Regions from separate parts of the Rattus norvegicus genome. Here region 2 is linked to region 1. The links are chromatin contacts, called in public Hi-C maps. All regions are on one chromosome and are shown on one strand. The core of a region is the stretch at or near the end of the contact, and the rest is flanking DNA. Distances in the headings are between cores, read along the strand shown.

Region 1 (6,474 bases), core at 3,207-5,706:
CTATCTATCTATCTATCTATCTATCTATCTATCCATCTATCCATCAATCGATCTATCCATTTATCTATCTATCTATCTATCTATCTATCTATCTATCTATCTATCTATTATCTATTTATCTATCCATCGATCGATCTATCTATCTATTGATCGATCGATCTATCTGTCCGTCCATCCATCCATCCATCCATCCATCCATCCATCCATCCATCCATCCATCTATCTATCTTATCGTCTGTATGTGATGTGAATCTCGTCTCTAGGAGAGATTTGTGAGGTTTGGTATGTGTCAGTGGAGGCAGCAGGGAATGGTCAGTAACAGTGAGAGTGATGTACGGTTTTATTTTAGTTTTCCTTTTAAAAATTATTATTAGGAGATGGCAAAATGGTTCAATGGGAAAGATGTCTCTCTCTCTCTCTCTCTCTCTCTCTGTGTGTGTGTGTGTGTGTGTGTGTGTGTGTCTTCTAATAAAATGTAATAAAGCTTTAATTACTAGCATATTCATTGTACAAAAGATGGGTTTCATTATGTTTTTATCCAAGTGTATGGTGTATTTTTGCCCAGTGAGGAGAATTGAAATAGAGTGCTGTATGGAAGGTGCAGGCTTAGGGTAAACAGGAAAGAATCGGGCCTGGTCATGTCTGTGGGGCAGCCATTGTAAAGAACTCACAGAACTGATGTTTCTCTTTAGGAGGTTTTGTGAGGGGTGGTTTGTGAGAAAGAGGAAGAGTTTGCTATTTAGGAAAAGGGAGAGATGCTCAGGTGAGCTAACCTGGGTGGCTTTTGGGGCTGGCTGGCTGCTGAGGAAATGGGAATGGAATGCTGGGCGTGAGAGGAGAAGCAGTGCTAGGTGGGCCAAGTGATGGGGAGGAGAGACTAGAGGATTGTAGTGTCGGTACTATGCCCTGAGTCTTCCCACTCCTCTCCTGCTACTATTTGTAACTTTTGCCTGTTGTGAGGGTTGCAGGAGGTCAGTCACTGTGCTCTCTGCTCTACTACTCAAATTATTGTTCTGAGGAGACATTGCTATGGCAAAGTTTTGGATTTGTATGATTCTGTCTAATCTCTAAAGTGGTCATAATTAAAAAAGAATAAAAGATGTTTCAATTAGCTAGATCTTTCTAACAAGAAGTTGTTGTCTATGGCTCTGTATCTAAAGTCAACCTTTTATGTTGGTTTTAGAGAAACTGGGGTGTGGCCAGGGCACGGTGTGGCGCTAAGTGAGAACCTCTTCTGTTTCTCTTTTGCAGATGAGCGGGACCGGGTGCAAAAGAAAACATTCACCAAGTGGGTCAACAAGCACTTGATGAAGGTAAGATGCTTTCATATGTTTCCCTAGTATTTACTCTGTGTGTGTGTGTGTGTGTGTGTGTGTGTGTGTGTGTGTGTGTGTGTTTGCTTGTGTGTATATGAGTTCTTGTGTATGTGGAAGCCAAAGTAGAGCTTGATGTCCGATTGAGTTTTCCATTTTTTTAATTGAGGCAGAACTTATTGGTAAAGTTAGTCTTGCTAGCCAGCTTGCTCTGAGGATTCCTATGTCTGCCTTCCAAGGCTGTAATTGCAGGCAGGCACCGTACCTACCCAGCATTTATGTGGGTGTCTGAAATCCCAGGCTTTTCTTACCCCCAACCCCACTCCAGTCCTTGTGCTTACGTGACAAACACTTGGACTGCTGAGCTGTCTCCACATCAGCTCATCAACAGTGTTCCATGTACTACCTCAGCGCAGTGAGGTGGGGGGTACCAGGCAGTGGTTCCTAAGATCCTAAGAACACCACTTCTAACTTAGAATAAAAGTTATTCCATAGGGCTGGAGAGTTGGTTCTAAGGTCCATATTCAGATGGGATGGCACATCTGAGAGCCACATGGCTCTAAAGACATACACACAAGTTTGGTTTTTCTTTTTCTCAGTTGGATTAGTTGTTCAGGTCGTTACATATTCAAACATGGCTCCTTCGGACCGGAGGAGTTCAGTGGCAACTACAGTGAGGGTGATTTTCAAACCACAAGAACTGATAAAAAGCCTTTCCTACACTTTACCTCAAGCCCCAGACTCATCTGGACGTTGTCCAGCCATTTCCTTTATTTGACACATCTTAAATCGCTAAATACCTTACTTGTTGTCCAGTTAAGAAACCTAGATTAATATTTGACTCAAGACTGCCAATAGTAATCTGTTTGCCCCTTGCTACCCAGTCCAATAATTCAGCTCAGAAAGGTGACTTGCTCCTGTGTTCTCTACACCTGTCGATTCTGTCCCTGCCTAGGGCTTCTTCATTTCTTTGAGCTCTGTAATAGTTTCTTTTTTTTTTTTTCCTTTTCTTTTTTTTGGAGCTGGGGACCGAACCCAGGGCCTTGCGCTCGCTAGGCAAGTGCTCTACCGCTGAGCTAAATCCCCAACTCCTCTGTAATAGTTTCTTAACAAAGTACTCTCTAATAGTACTGATTGTGCTATTAGTACGAGTTTATTGATGACTTCCAATAACCCAGAAGGTTTATAGTAAGTCTTTCTCTTGGGTTAGCTCACAGTCCTTCAGTGACTGTGTTGCTGAATGTTCTATTAATAACCTTATTTTATCAGTGAGGAAAATGAGGTTTAGGAGGTGTGCAGCTTGTTCAAAGTCACACTACTAAAAATAAGCAAACTGAAAATTTAAACCTCAGCTAATTAAAGTTTGCAACACATATTCTTAACCTCCAAAATTGGCTCTGGCTTCTGCCTTTTGTGTGTGTTCGTGTTGTGGAGGGTGGGGTGGGGGAGCAGTAAGTTTAATTAGAGTTTTCTCAACTTATCAGTGGCTGCTGCTAAGAAAGTATCTTTTCCTCAACAACCATTAACTGCCTGTCAGCCTGAGGAGAAGTGGGACCACTGCATACTTTCCTACCCCCCACCTCACCCCCGCCCCTTAGTGCCAAATTCCTCTCCTATCTAAAGCTCTTGCTGAACTGTGAGGTATGCTATTTTATTTCTTTTATCTTTGCTCTGCTCTCCCTCTGGCTGTTTTGCCTATCAACTTACTATCTTTAAATATTTCCCTGAGTCTCTCATGTAGAATCGATTATCCTTTCCTTTGTGCACCTCCTTGTATTTCTTAGGTACTTCTGTTAGAGTGTTCAGGTGCCTTGTTCTGAATCTTTCTGCTAAAGTGATATTTGGTTTTGTTTTTAGATTGTATCTTTATTTCCATTGCTGCTAGAATGTATTCTGATAAAACAACTTTAGGGGAAAAGGGTTTATGTGGGTACAATTCCAGGTCACAGCCCATCATTGTGGGAGGCCACCACAGGGACTTGAAGCAGTTAGCCACACTGCATCCATAGTTAAGAGCAGAGAAATAAATATACACATGCTTGCTCTTAACCAGTTCAGGGCCAAGCTCAGAGTCTAGCCACATGAGACCATGTGGGTCTTCACATCTCAATTAACCCAATTAAGAAAAATCTCCATAGGCATGCCTGGAGGTCAACCTGTTCTGGGCAGCCCTTGTTGAGACTCTCTTTTCAAGTGAATCTAGGTTGTGTGGAGCTGAGAATTAAATCTAACTATACTGTGTCTTGTTTTTTGTAGTGTCAGGACAAAAAAAGTCAGGTGAGAGATGGGGTGGAGCAAAAACAGCAACCAAAAGATTATTTACTGCTGTAAATTCCATGAGTGGCTACCTGTTATCTCGATTTGATGGTACAGATGGTCTGCCTCTCTGTGAGTTCTTCTCGACCTGTCCAGCTTCATTTCCAGTCTCCTTTATGGAACTTACACTGTAGTCACACCAAGAACTACTGTTCCCTAAAGTCTTTGTACTTTTCTACTGCTCTCTTTGTTCCTCTCCCTAGAAAGCGCACACACCTCAGTCTCCTTTGCCCCTGAGCCACTGCCTACTAACCATTTTTGGCTGAGGCATATAATCGTTCTGATCTGTGTTCCTTGGACTAAATCACTCACAATTTCATCTCTACTGTGTGTCATGTGGAGCAGATGCCTGCATGTTTGCATATCGGCTCCCTCTAGAGATCAAGGCAGTATAATATCACTTTTCCGTAAGCACTGGGACATGAGAGATATCCAATAAATACATGTTACCTTGAGTAAATAATAGTCATAATGCTTTATAGCTTATGGAGTACATTTTACCTGATTTCTTTTTACAAGAACATCCCAAAACCTTGACCTAAATAGTGGAGCTATCTTTTGTGGATTTTAGAATATAATCTTCTCAGTTTTCACTACAAAAGAGGGTGAAATTAGGGAGATGACCTCCCCAAGATCATGCGGTGAGAGAATGAGGTAAGGGACAGTCCTAAATCACATGACCAACACTCCTAGGCCTTTCTACTTAACATGGCCTCCATGCCATTATTAACAGTTGGATGAGCCAAGAGCACTGATCTAAACTGGACTACCAAACTTTGTATTTGGATTCAAATGCTTGGGCCCCGATGCTCCTTTGTGCTGATGGTGCCTGTTGGACCTTTACCTCACTGCTGTGTGATGGCAGGAGGCCTAGGAAAGGGACTCAGAAACACAGCACAGCAGTGTCAGGCATTGGAGGCCAGCCAGAGCTTTGCTTAAACCCTTTCCTATTTTTTATCCTTTTCCAGGCTCTCAGATTTAAAGTTCTAACAGCTCTTTTTCATCTCATAATATTGAGACAGGGAGGGAGGAGAGGAGAGGAGAGGAGAGGAGAGGAGGGGAGGAAGGGAGGAGAGGAGAGGAGACGGGGGGGGGGGGGGAGAGAATATGAGATCCACTGGTAACTAGAATCATTGTATTAAGATTGAATTCTTTGAACTTTGTGGGTTGAAAGTTAGGGGGGGCTGGGGATTTAGCTCAGTGGTAGAGGAGGGGAGGAAGGGAGGAGAGGAGAGGAGACGGGGGGGGGGGGGGGGGAGAGAATATGAGATCCACTGGTAACTAGAATCATTGTATTAAGATTGAATTCTTTGAACTTTGTGGGTTGAAAGTTAGGGGGGGCTGGGGATTTAGCTCAGTGGTAGAGCGCTTACCTAGGAAGCGCAAGGCCCTGGGTTCGGTCCCCAGCTCCCAAAAAAAAAAAAAAAAAAAAGAAAGTTAGGGAGTAAAATTTTGTGAAACTCTGTCAACTTGGCTAAGTACACTCAGATCAATTCTCTGGCCAATAGGCCAGTGTAGGAACAACAGCAAATAAGCTTATCGTTTTAGATTTAGTTAATCTAGAATCTCTTGGGCTCTAGAGTGAGAAAATGAACTCCTTTATTAATTGTAAGCAGGACTGATCCAGTGGTAGAAGACATTTGTTAGGAATATAAGCATCTAAAATGTATAAACAGCCTAACTTAAAGGTCAAGCCCACAAACATAAACCCCGTTCTTTGTGCAAGAATCATCAAAAAAGGAAAATCTGGCTGTGTTTAAATTTTATCAATGTTGACAATAGGAAGATTGTGTCTAAATTCTTGTAACTTATAAGATAGATATTCCCAAAGAGACTCCCAAGAAAACAATGGGATGCTGGGCATGGTATGCCATATCTACAAAACCAGCACTCAGGTTGGGAGGATTGCTGTGAGTTCAAGACTAGCCTGGGTTATAAAGAAGTCTCTGTCTTAAAACAAAAAGGATGTGATTATGTTTCCTCAGATAAATTATTTTATTTATCTTCCAGTAAAACGAACCAATTTAAGCCAAATCTAACCCCCTCCCCCCTTGGTTAATTGGGAAGCTGTTCTCAGTTGGGTGAACTCACTGACCCCAAGGAAGCAAGGGAAATTGCCAGGGGAGGGAGAAGACATAGAGAAAAAGCCTAGAGGGAGAAGGAAAAGGAGGGGAAGAGGAGGAGATGATGTTGACAACACTGACAGAGAAAAGAGGGGGACCAGAATGTCAGATTTACGTAGGGTGGGGAAGAGCCTCTGGGGGAAGGGCAGCCTAGCTCCTGGGCTGGAAAGTTCAGAGTTGAGGGTGGGGTATGTCAGGTAGGGACCTAGGGGTACTGGGAGAACCTGGGCACCAGGTCTGCTTGGGTATGTAAAATATGCACCTTGGCCACTTGGCCCAAGTCTGAAACCCAACAGATAGAATGATTCTTTTCATTTTTATTCATGTGTACAGTCTAGAAGCCACAGACCTTGGAATTTTAGTAAGAATTCCAGTTATATCAGTATATATTTCCACTGTCATTTCCAGTTCTCCCCTTTTCTTTCCTCTTTCCTGCCCCCTCCTTCCTCTCCCCTCTCTTTTCCTTCTTGTTCTATGGTTTTTGAGGCAGAATCTCACTCAAGCCCAGGTGGCCTCAAACGTACCTGCTTGCTATTTCATTCTTTCAAGTGCTGAGATTCCCAGTGTGGAATGCCACATCCGACCTCCCTGCCTAACTGAGGAGCCATTTGAATATAGGGTAACTAAGGGTTGCCTGCACTGCTTGAAAGGTGGCTCCTGCTCAGGCTACTTGAGAAGAGGATCCACTACTCTCCAAATGGTGTAGGGATTTTCACACTCTT
Region 2 (5,974 bases), core at 932-3,431, 120 kb before region 1:
TTCTTAAGAGGAATCTCAACCTTTTACTTAATCTTCTCTAGCTGCCCAGTTTTCCACAGAACCTGTTCAGCACAGTAGACTATTCCCTCTGCTATTTCCCAAGCTTCGGCAAGTATCAGTCATAATTCTTGAGGAACCTGTTCACAAACTGCCATGTGTAGCCTAGGAGGGGAGGGGGGGTACTTTTCTATTTGATGTGATGAACTGAGGGAGGAGGCGGGTGCTGCTGGTAAAGGGGTGAGGGTGGAGGCCCGTGGATGTGCATTTCATCTAGGCCTCCTTAGCGCTACTGGTATAAAATAGTATAGGAAATGCAGTGACTCAGCACTTACACAGTCAAGGGCTCCAGAACTAGCAATTCTCTATTAGTGTCTGCTGTTTTGAAAAAAGAAAGAAAGAAAGCACTTGCTATCAAGTACCGTACCAACTCCTTTTCACTGTTAAATGCCTTTTACTCTTCAGGAAAAAAAAAATACTGCTAAAGACTTATTCTCTTTGTGTTTCTAGGCTGAACTCATTAGCATCCGACCTCAATCAGTGAACTTGTGTGTGTGTGTGTGTGTGTGTGTGTGTGTGTGTGTGTGTTTAGAACACAGTAAGCCTGGAAAGACATGAGCATTTGCCCCAAGGAATTTCCTTGTCCTCTTTCAGGCCCTCTCTGTACAGAGATTGGGAAGCTCAGCAAAAATTGATGGGAAGAGATATGATTAATTATTTGCTCACCTGCTCTGTGATGTGGAAAGCTATGATTGCATCCATTAGTGAAAAGCATCATTTCATGTAATTAATGTGCTGAGCAATGACTGACCAAATACTTGACATCATTCGAAAGGTACAAAGTTACAGTTCTTGCTCTAGGGTAAGAGGCTCCTTCTTCACTCTGAAGAATGAGAACTGAAATGGAATTCCAAGCGGCCACTTTGGTTGCTCAATGCCATATGCAATCTTCTTCTACTTGCTCATGTGTCTTTGCTGTGACATTTACTAGTCTAAGTTATTACCACAGCCACTTCCCCGTTTCCCGGAAAACAAGTCAACGACGGCTGAGTGGGCCAAAAGTGGGCTAAAAGTATCAGTTTTGTTTGTTTGAGACAGTCTTACTCTGAGGCCCAGACAGACCTTGAACTTGTAGCAATTCTGCTTCGGCCTCTTGAGGGCTAGGACTACAGGTGTGAGCTACCATCTTGGAATTCCTCATTCATTGCTTTTGGTTCTAGTCAACCCATGACTAGTGGGATTGAATGATATACAACTAAATGGAGAACCTGATGACGCTGGGAACCCTTTACAAAATGGTCCTAAATAAATCCCTGCTCGTATTTACGTTTCCCTTTTTTTTTTCCCCCTCCAGGGCTGAGAATAACTGGCTACTGGCTTCCCTCGCGTTGCCCTAACCAGTTTTGCTCCAGAATCCTTCCTTTGTTCCCTGGCAGTCGTGGTGCAGCCTCAGGTTCCCACATTTCTCCCTTTTGATTTAGGTCGCTCGGTTGAGAGGGCTGTCACAGTTTAGTAATCCTATTGGGTCTCTTCCCCCCTGGATTTATGCCCTCCCCCCATGTGCACTCAGAATCCTGTTTTCATCACTCTCTCAGTTGTCATCTCTCAGGCTTTGCTCCTTGGCCTGGTTTACTTTATGGTGATGGCTCTGTCCCCCTCGCTTCCACTTCAGTTTCGTCTGTTTCTGGACAATCCTTTGTTCCCGGGCTTCTTTGTGAGCCCTTCGGCCTCACATATATATCAGTCCTGGCTGGGTCTTGCTCTTGTCTTGGTTCTGGAGCAGTGTGGCCTTGGATGTGAGGCATCTTGGTCTTTTGCTTCTGCCTTCAAGGTTTTCTCTAGGACCTTTTCCCGCAGCCGCACAGGCCCAGCCCGTGGCTCCCTCCTTTGTCCCGGCTGCCGGTGTATGTTAGCGCTGAGTAGGGCTGCGGCCCAGCTTGGGTCGGCCCGGGGGTCTCCCGGCCTCTGCGGCCCGCTCGGCCTCCTGTTCTGACGTGCAGGGGGGCCTCCTGGCGGCGGGCCTCAGGCGTCGGCCGGCCTCTTCCGTGCCCCGCTCCCGCTCGCGGCCCGCCCGGGCGGTGGTCGGCCGCCCTCCCGGCCCAGCAGGCTGCAGTCGCGGGACTGAGGACGCGCCCGGCGGCGGAGGCGGCGGGCTGAGGGGCGGGGAACCGGCCCGGCCTGGCGCTCCTGACAGGAGGCGCCGCCGCCGTCGCGCCGGGGCGGGCTGAGGGAGGAGCGGAGCCGAGGGGTGGGGAGGCGGAAACGCGAGCCGGGACCGGCGGAGCGCGAGCCGGCCGGGTGCGAGCGGTCTGAGGGAGCCGAGAGCGACTGCCGGGCCGAGCGAGACAGACGCAGAGCGGAGAGCGAGAGAGCGAAGGCGCCGCCGCCACAGAACCGCACAAAGGCCGAGGCTGGGGACGCCGCCGCCGCCGCCTCGGCGCGCGGGCCTGGAGCCGGAGCCCCTCGGGGCCCGGGCAGAGCGCGGCGCGGGCAGCCATGGCCGGCTACGTGCCGGGTCAGCAGCCGGCCAACCGCAGCCAGGAGAAGGAGTTCGTGCAGGCATACGAGGATGTGCTGGAGCGCTACAAAGGTGAGGCTGCGGCCGGGCCGGCGCTGGCGGGAGCCGGAGCGGCTCGGCCCGGTGCAGGTGGGGAGGCGGGCGGGGGGCGCGTCCACCGGCGCGGGGCTGGGCCAGGAGCTGCGGCCGCCGGCTTCTGGTAGAGTTGAGATAAGCCTCGGAGCCCCGCTCCCCGGCCGGCGCTCGGCGCTCTCATATCTCCAGTCACACTGTTTGCTCTATTATCTGGCCGGATCCGAAGGAGGAGAGACGTGGAGCTGGCTCGGGAGACCGCCTGCTCTGGGACTCTGGTGGAGGAGGAGTTGGGCTCGAGGGAGACGCTCTCATTCGGTTTCCCGGGGCGAGCTTCCCTGCGGTGGATCTCCGGGGGTCGCCCGCCCGCTTTTGTCTCTTTGACTATCAAGAGTTGTCGAGAGGGAGCCTAGGATGGCGAGCACCCAGGGGGTCGTGGGGGTCGGGTGGGCGGCGTGGCCGGTGAGTGTGCAGATTTCTGTGGGGAGGCCTCCCCACCCCCAGGCCACCCTCCTTAATGTCTGGGCCTGCCTGGTTGAGGCAGGGGTCTAGTTAGCATTATTATTTTTTTTTTCCTCTCAGAAATAAAGATTGGTCTCGGAGCTCGGATTTCAGCCCCTGGAGGCTGTCTTGCGAAGCAGTTCAGCGAGTTAATGTCTAATCTCCGCTGAGTGCACGCAGAGAAAGTTTTGACAGGCCAGCAGGGCTGCGGACTGCCTTTCCTTAACCGCCCCGAGTGGAAGGCAGGGGTGCGTGGCCCTGGAGCCCCAGCTTTGATTTATATTCAGTGTGCTCTGGACTGCACTCTCTTTGGAGATGTTGATTTTCCCAGAAACTTCACAGCCACCCCTCCCCCGCCAAAGCTGGTCTCTAGTGACTAGCCTTGCCTTTCTTTCCATGTGAAGGAGAGAAATCTTCAACCCGTATGACTGACGCCAGCATACTTATTTACCACACCTACCCAGTGAAGGGAAACTAAAGACAAAGCTGTAAGGCCCCCCCTCCGCCTCTCCCCTCCCCCCGCCACTCCCCCTGTCCCCCATTAGAACTCTACTTGGGAGTGCAGCATGGGGGGAAATCAGATGAAATGGTAAAAGACCCACTAGGGATTCTATTTGATTTTTGCTGTATCAGCTCCTGTAAGTTGTCCAGTTTTCCTGCCTGCAGGGAGTTTCTGTCAGCTCCCCCACTTCTCTTAAGAAATGGGGATTATTGCAGTGCACAAAGAGGTTAGGTTGTGCGGCTAAACTTCATTGAAAAACTGCTGCTCGCTGAATGGTTCCATTAAGTTTCCTTTGCAGGCTTTTGCTTTGCACTCCTCCGAGGGAGGATACGCTGGGGCTGTCACTGGCTTTGACTGCTTTCAACCAGTAGAATTAAAACACAAATAGGAAGAAATCTCAGTACCTCCCAGGGTCAAGTTGCTGATGGCTTCTAGCTGAAAGGAAGTTGGGCTCCCTGTTATGGCAAAGAGGAAGTAGGGCTTGTTCCTGGATGGGTTAGCACGGCTCAGACTTTTCAGACATCTCACTCAGTTTGGCTTTACTCTGATGGACTTTGATCCAGTGTGTAGGAATTTGATTCTTCTCAGACACAAGCCTGTTTATTTCTTAAAGACACTTTATTTTTATTTATTTATTTTTAATTTAATTTATTTATTTTTGCCTGAGTTTTTTGCTTACATGTATGGCTGTGTACACCACATGTGTACCTGGTGCTGGAGGAGGTCAGAAGAGGGTGTTGGCTCCCCTGTTGGGACTGCATTTCTGGGTCATTAGGAGTCTCCACATAGTTGTTAGGAATCAAACCTAGGACCTCGCAAGAGCGACAGGTGCTCTTCTTAACTGCTGAGCAGTCTCTCCATTCCTATCCTATCAGTCCTTAAAAACAAAAACCGACTCTGTGGTGGGAGAGATGGCTCAACAGATAAGAGCTTGTGCTTCTCTTGCCGAGGAGCAGGGTCCAGTTCCAAGCAGCAGTGTGGCAGCTTATCATCTCTTGTGACTTCACTTCCAGGGGATCTGACAAACCTCTCTTGGTGTCATTGTGTACCAGGCACAAATATGGCACACATGAATTCATGGAGGCACACACATACACATAAACAAATAATCTTGAAAACATTTAGCATGCACACATGCCTTTAATTCCAGTACGTGGGAGGCAGAGGCAAACAGATCTTTGAGTTGGAGGCTAGCCAAAGGCTATTATGTAGTGAGACCATGTTTCAAAATTAAAAAAAAAAAAAGTTGCCAGGTGGTGGCAAATGCCTTAAATCTCAGTACTTGGGAGGCAGAGGTAGGGGGAGAACTCACAAATCAAGTTCTAGAACAGCCAGGACTATACAGAGAAACCCTGTCTCAAAAAACCTCTGTGTGTGTGTGTGTGGGGGGGGTTGGAGAGCTATGGGGATTTTATATTACTGTTGGCTTCATTGTGTGTGTGTGTGTGTGTGTGTGTGTGTGTGTGGTTTTGGAGAGCTATGGGGATTTTATATTACTGTTCGCTTCATTTTGTGTGTGTGTGTGTGTGTGTTTGTGTGTGTGTGTGTGTGTGTGTGTGTGTGTGTGTGTGTGGTTTGGAGAGCTATGGGGATTTTATATTACCGTTGGCCTCATTGGCAGGCCTGAGTTAGCTGCATCCTTGCTGTAATAATGTGAAGAATTATTATGTAAAATAAAGTGGGGTTTTCATGTTGAGAGGGAGGGCTGTGGTTCTCAGCTATATAAATTGCTTCTAGAAGAGACTAAAATGACAAATAATGCAGTTGCAGTGTGAACTGAGCGGAGCTGTCTATAAAGCACCTTTATTAGGAATGGTTGTCAGGATTTTCCAGAACTGCTTGGCAACTATTACCCTGTGTGTTGGTAGCGAACATGGTTTTGGCAGGGATAGAAGATTCAGCATGGACATAAATGCTCTCCTTCATTTCCCAAGTATCCCCAAGGCTGTTTCAGAGAACTGGCTGGTAAACAAGGAGCATTAGATAACCAGATGCTAACATTTCAGAGTGGGCAGCAACCAAGAGAACCCCCCTCCATCCCTCAACATATGACTATTAAATCTCATTGCTGGTGATAGTGTTGGGCGCTGGAGACACTAGGCTTATGAATGAGGTCTGGTTCCTGCCCTGGTTATTCACATCTAGCAAGGCGAAGAAATACACAAACAGTTATGGGACCTGACAAGTGCTGTGGGGACAAAGACAGCCTCTGTGAGCTAGCTTACTGCGAGGTTCAGGCTTTGTCCTTGTGTTTGTTCAGGGTCTTACTGTGTAACCCTGGTATCAGCATACCAGCTTTTAATTTTAAGATTAGTTAATTTAGGGCCAGAGAGATGGCTCAGAGCACCCTCTGTTCTTCCAGAGGTCCTGAGTTCAATTCCCAG

What was found. Hi-C and Micro-C count contacts between places; a contact is called where the count stands out from the background.
Region 2: a Hi-C map of liver shows a contact between it and region 1, with 3 times the contacts expected there. The contact joins two enhancer-like sites. A contact is called at or near these places in 11 of 12 Hi-C or Micro-C datasets (the A7r5 cell line, the Rat2 cell line, frontal cortex and 6 more) and 1 of 1 datasets of contacts at active chromatin or transcription factors (oligodendrocytes).

The regions. Positions count from the first base shown.
Region 1 is chr5:141,093,658-141,100,131 of GRCr8, reverse strand. Macf1 (microtubule-actin crosslinking factor 1) reads left to right here. Exons shown (of 99, transcript NM_001135758.3): 3 at 1,252-1,313. Among named protein-coding and RNA genes, the nearest start is that of Macf1l1, 130 kb to the right of the region's middle. Within about 2 kb of position 4,456, at least 9 of the 93 cell types and tissues checked have an H3K27ac peak or open chromatin away from gene starts, as enhancers often do. A contact at or near this core is called in liver, where this site is marked.
Region 2 is chr5:141,207,793-141,213,766 of GRCr8, reverse strand. All of the region lies in intron 2 of Macf1 (microtubule-actin crosslinking factor 1), which reads left to right. Among named protein-coding and RNA genes, the nearest start is that of Macf1, 23 kb to the left of the region's middle. Within about 2 kb of position 2,181, at least 64 of the 93 cell types and tissues checked have an H3K27ac peak or open chromatin away from gene starts, as enhancers often do. A contact at or near this core is called in liver, where this site is marked.